2 separate regions of the Callithrix jacchus genome follow, and region 2 is linked to region 1. A link is a contact called in public Hi-C data. All regions are on one chromosome and are shown on one strand. The core of a region is the stretch at or near the end of the contact, and the rest is flanking DNA. Distances in the headings are between cores, read along the strand shown. Region 1 has its middle 120 kb from the start of TMEM17. Region 2 holds the start of CCT4 (chaperonin containing TCP1 subunit 4).

What was found. A called contact is a pair of places that touch in the nucleus more often than the background predicts.
Region 2: a Hi-C map of induced pluripotent stem cells shows a contact between it and region 1, with 4 times the contacts expected there. The contact joins the promoter of CCT4 here to the enhancer-like site in region 1.

Annotation. Positions count from the first base shown.
Region 1 is chr14:51,725,513-51,728,212 of calJac240_pri, reverse strand. No RefSeq gene overlaps it. Among named protein-coding and RNA genes, the nearest start is that of TMEM17, 120 kb to the right of the region's middle. Within about 2 kb of position 1,337, at least 7 of the 16 cell types and tissues checked have an H3K27ac peak or open chromatin away from gene starts, as enhancers often do.
Region 2 is chr14:52,237,432-52,240,131 of calJac240_pri, reverse strand. It overlaps CCT4 (chaperonin containing TCP1 subunit 4), which reads right to left and starts at 1,425. Exons shown (of 14, transcript XM_078349240.1): 1 at 1,178-1,425. COMMD1 (copper metabolism domain containing 1) reads left to right here and starts at 1,479. Exons shown (of 5, transcript XR_013526586.1): 1 at 1,479-1,663.

The sequences.
Region 1 (2,700 bases), core at 88-2,587:
CAAAGCTTCACCGCGAAGAACGGCCTGGCACACCGCAGCCAGAAGCCATGACCCAGGCCCACCTCAAGCATCCTTAAAGCTGAGGACCCCTCCTGTGTGATCTGTTTCCTGTTACAGCGGGGGCCCAGCGTCCTGAGAGGGCTGCACGTGTCTTCACTTTGGCGTCTCCCAAAGGCTAAAACAGAACATGAAGGACTCAGTTTGTGCTCCAGCCACAGGTTCTTGGAAATAAAATAAGGGTGCTGAGGTCCTGGTAAATGCGGCAGCCATTATTTTGCATCAGGCTCTGTGCTGAGTACTTTACATATTTTATCTTATGTCATTCTCATAGGCCAATCTGTGATGCTATTATCCTATTATAGACTGGGAAACTGAGGCTTTAAAAAGTTAAGTAATTTGCTCAAGGTCACACAGCCAATAAACCTGATGACAGTCTGCTTTCTAGCCTAATCAGGCCTTGATATACATACTTAGGCAAAGTAAACGTGGTAAATTCCCAGGGAAAGCCCACCTGACACCCCAGCTTGTGTCTTCCCCTGGGGTTGGAGGGATGGCACCCCTCACCCCACCGCACAGTTGCAGCTGAGCCTCTCAGGATCAGCAAAGAACAGCTTGACCTCTCTGGTTCTCTTCCCCTCTCTGCTTCTTACAAAAGAAAGGGGAGAGTACAGAGAACAAAAGGAGGGCTAATTTTTGTGCAGGGACAGCTAAGACAGAGTGGACTGGGCAGGGAAGAGATGGACAAGGGAGGGAGGCCTGGGAGCTTCTTATTATCTATTATAGCAGGGAAAAGAATAGGAGGTTTGTTTCTAAGCCATAAATACCCTCCTTTGATCCCTGTGTCTATCAGAGATAAATGAGTCACTCTTAGGCCTCAGAAATTAATGACTGTCCTAATGATCACCCTAAGTGACCTTGCAGCATTCCTAATTCTCGCCACTCCCTGCAAAGTAGCTGTGTCAGGGTTTGACAGGCTTTGGGGACAAGGCGGGACTGAGCAGGATGAAAGTGTAATTTCATTCCTCAGCCCAGCCTCACTTTGCAGAGGTTAAATTGGCCTCTACTCCTAAGCCTAGAGAACAGTCAGAACTAGACCCCAACTTCTGGGCTCTGCCCTCCCTGGCTTTGCTTCAAGCACTGAGCAGGGGGGCACTGGGTGAGGAAGCTGCGGGGGCCCTGTGGAATCCTGACCTGGGAGAGGGCGGTCCCCAAGGGGTGTGCAGGCCTGCAGGGGCACCTGAAAGCAAGAGGGCATCGGAGCAAGTTAACATCTGACCTCTCAGCAGGCCCTGCCCATTCGGATGGGGGAAGAGCTTTGAAGTTTCCTTTGCGTGATGTTTTCATGGCCCTGATCCTACTGTACTGGAATTAGCCTGAGGCCCTGCCCCTTCCCTGGAGATTTGTTCCCCAAATACAAAAGTCTTAGAAAAATACAGCAGGCTCCACCCACTGTCCCCACACCACTGAAAGCCTTTTCCTTAGGTTCAAATACCAGGGAGGAAAAGGCCTCAGAACCCCCACCAGGAGACATTCTGTGTGTGTTTACAGTTTCTGAGAGGCAAGCAAGGACCCCTGGAACCAGATCAGAGGGCAGGTGCTTCCCAGAGCAGCGTGGGGAGGATGGAGTAAGGGAGGGAGAAGCAAGATTGTCCCTAGAGGCTTCCCAAGCCACGAGCCAGGTCCAGAACAGCAAGACTATGGGTTCTGGCCCAGAGAGAAGAGAAAGCAGGGGAACCCAGGCCTCTGGTCATGCCCAATGAGCAAACCATTGTGCTTAGTGTGGCCAAATATCCATCTCAGGGATGTCTCTTTCTGAGCTTCACCAAAGGTTTCCGCTATACTATTGCTCAAGTCTACCATAAAGACAATGTTTAAAAACGGAGGGAGAGGAAGAAAGAAGAGAGGAAAGCAGAGAGAGAAACGGGAGGAGACAGAGAAGCAAGGAATCCCCAGCCTGCTAGACTCTGCTACATTCAGTTTTCAGAGTAAAGACTCTGAGCAATAGTGCCATCTTGTGGCTATGATATGAATTACAATTAGTGCACTCAAACTCCCCCCACACCCCCTGTCCCAGCCCGCCCCTGCCCCAACTCACCTACTCATGGTGTTTGCAACTGCGGGGGCACTAACCATGGATTTTGTTTCCACCCTAGACAATCCCCTCTCTCCCCACACCTATCCCCCAAACTACTCCAGACTCTGCACCCCCTTACACACACTTCTGGGGTGAGTCCATATTTGTCCACTAGAAATACCTGCTATCTGATGTTTAACTCAACCCTGAGACTCATTCGACAAATATTTATTGTGCTCTTATTTTGTACCAGGCACTGTCCTAAGACCAGGGACCTGACTACAAATTAAAATCATTCATGCACTTTACATTTTAACTAGGGAGGCAAATATTAAACACATACATATAAAATATAATGGGATATTGTAACAAGTACAGTAAAGGAAAATAAAGCAGAGGATTCCAGGCTATTACAGATAGGATAATTGATAAGCTACGATTTTTTTTTTTTCCCAGAGACAAGGTTGCCCAAGCTGGTCTTCAACCCCTGGCCTCCTGCCTCAGACTTCCAAAGTACTGGGATTACAGGTGTGAACCACTGTGCCTGGTGCAGTCGCAACTTTGCAGAGGCTTGGATGAGTTGAGGGAGTAGGGCAGGTGAGGGAAAAAGGAGCTGCAGATACAAA
Region 2 (2,700 bases), core at 176-2,675, 510 kb before region 1:
TGTCACTTTGAAGGAAGGGTAGGAATGGCATAGGTGGGAGAGAGGTCAGAAATATAAGACATCTTCCCATGCAGGGTACATTCATAAAGGTGAAAACATGTTTGCTATTATCTAAGCCTAAAATCAAACTCAATTTTACATATAAACATAATGTCTTTTTAGTTTAGCATTAATATATACAGAACATTCTAGCTTTGCCATGGTGTAGAGTGAGGGAAGAATGTTTTTTCTTGTAAACTTTACCAACTGTTAGTTACATTTCAGAGCATCATGTTACCAGAAGCAACTGTTCTCCGTCTGGAGTCACCAATACCACACACCTGTATCAGTTTGCATTTGTAGGAGTCATAGGTGATTCTGCATAAAGATGTAAACATACATTCATCTAGCTACTTTATGTGCCTTTTAGTCAACTAGTATACGTGTACACATATTATATTATAAAATTATTTTCCTTTTAGTTCTATGCTAAATTACAATTGGGTCATTGAATTGAGATATTCACATACCGTGAAACTAATCTTTTAAAGTGTACACTTCAGTGGGTTTTAATATATTCACAAAGTTGTGCAACCATCACCACTATCCACTTCCAGAATGTTTTCATCATGCCCCAAAGAAACTCTCTATCTATGAACAGTCACTTCTGATTCGCCCCTCGAGATTCTGGCAACTATTACATTACTTTCAGTCTCCATCAATTTGTCTATCTTGGACATTTCTTATAAATGAGATGTCCAATATTTGGCCCTTTATGTCTGGCTTCTTTTACTTACCCTGCTTTGAAGTCTCATGCATGTTGTAGCAGGTATGAGTACTTTATTCCATTTTTATGGTTGAATAATATATTGATTTTTTGAAATTATGTGGGTGGGAAGTTATTTTATCTATGCATTTTATTTCAGGATAGTAAAGGAGGTGTTAACAAAATATTTGTAATATAAAAGAACATTGGATCAGAGCTACTGATCTAGCTGGAAGGACAAGACAGGTGTATATAAAAAGGCAATTAACAACCCAAACAAAAACATGCAATCAGGAGGCAGTTAAATTTTCTAGGACAAAAGACGATAGGTAAGGATTAGGCAGAGATTAAATCTGAGTGATCGATCCTATTCAGTTATGAGTTGGCAAAGCCTGGAATGAGATACAGCCATCCAAAAGTTAAACTACCAACCTTATAGGATGCTACCCCATCTCCAGTAATTTCCACTGAGAGATCTTTCTTTCCAGTAGGCTCTGCAGTGATGAAGCGGATCAGAGGAAGCAAAGTGATCCTAGTGGAACCAAACGGATATTTCCGTGGAGGAGTCCTAAGGGGATGGATTTTGCAGAGCAAAGCTGTAAGCTGCCAACTCTGACTTCTGAGGAAGCCTTACCTCCACGTTCCCCGTGGTGCTTTTGCACAGGCTATTTAGGCACATCTCGGCCGCCGTGGCGGGGCAAGGCTCAGCTGTTGTGGGGGGCGGGGCCTTCGCAGAGCATGGCGGCGGGCGAGTTTGAGGGCGGCAAGCCCCTGAACGGGCTGCTGAATGCGCTGGCGCAGGAGACTTTCCACGGGCACCCCGGCATCACAGAGGAGCTGCTGCGGAGTCAGCTGTATCCAGAGGTGCTACCCGAGGAGTTCCGCCCCTTTCTGGCAAAGATGAGGGGGATTCTTAAGGTACTGCTCTTCCCTGTAGTCTCCGGCTTGGAGCACAGACCCTTTACCGCCGGCGTCAGACTCGCTCCATTCGCCTTCCCCTGTCCTCAAGCTGAAAGGCCTTTCCTTCACAGACCTCTACTCCTTGGGCTCCACATTGCGCTCCTTCAGATTATCTCGCTCCGTCGCCCCTTCTCACTTTCCTAAGGGTGTCGTTTTTCTGCTGAAGTTCCCAGCCCCTGGGTCGGACTGACTGACACGGAGGTTTTTCCTTCAAGTCATCTCGCATTCTCTGTCTCTTGGTAACAGTCGAGTTTCCTCAGCAGATCTGTGGGCTCTTGAATTTTTAAAATTAAGAGTTTTAGGTCGCCAGCTTTCCCGGGTTGTGGAAGTTGGGAGCGTTAAAGTGAGCCAGTGTCCGGCGGATAAGGGGGTGGCTTAGCCTTAGTCAAGCAGTTCACTGCACGGTTAAGAGAGCATATTTACCAGCTTGAGGCCAAAGTATAGGCTAGACCATCCGGTAGAAATATGTGAGCCAAGAAGGTGAAATTAATTTTAATAATATATCTTATTTAACCTAGAATATCCAAAGTATTATCACTTCACATGTAATCAGTATATAGAATCTTGACAAAGTTTTCTTACTTTTTTCACCAGGTCTTTGAAATCCAGTATTTTACACTTAAAGCACATATCTCGGACTAGCCACATTTCAAGTGCTCAGTAGTCCCATGTGGCTAATGACCATAGTATTGGACAACTCTATTTAGACCGAGGACTAGTTATAGGAATGAATCTAGTGTCAGTGTACTCTAGAGACAGACTACAAAAAGAAATTACTGACTTTTGTAGGTCTTCTATGTGTTAGGAACCCCGTACTAAGATGTGTTACATGTTGCTTCATTTGTTTCTTGAAAAAAAACCTTATATAGTGGACACCCATTGTAAAGATTTAAGAAACAATCTCAGGGAATCTAAAGGGACTAAAATTACATTTTGATTAAAGTCAATGTTGAAATTTAATCCACTATCTTTGAATTTACTAATTTTTTTTCAAG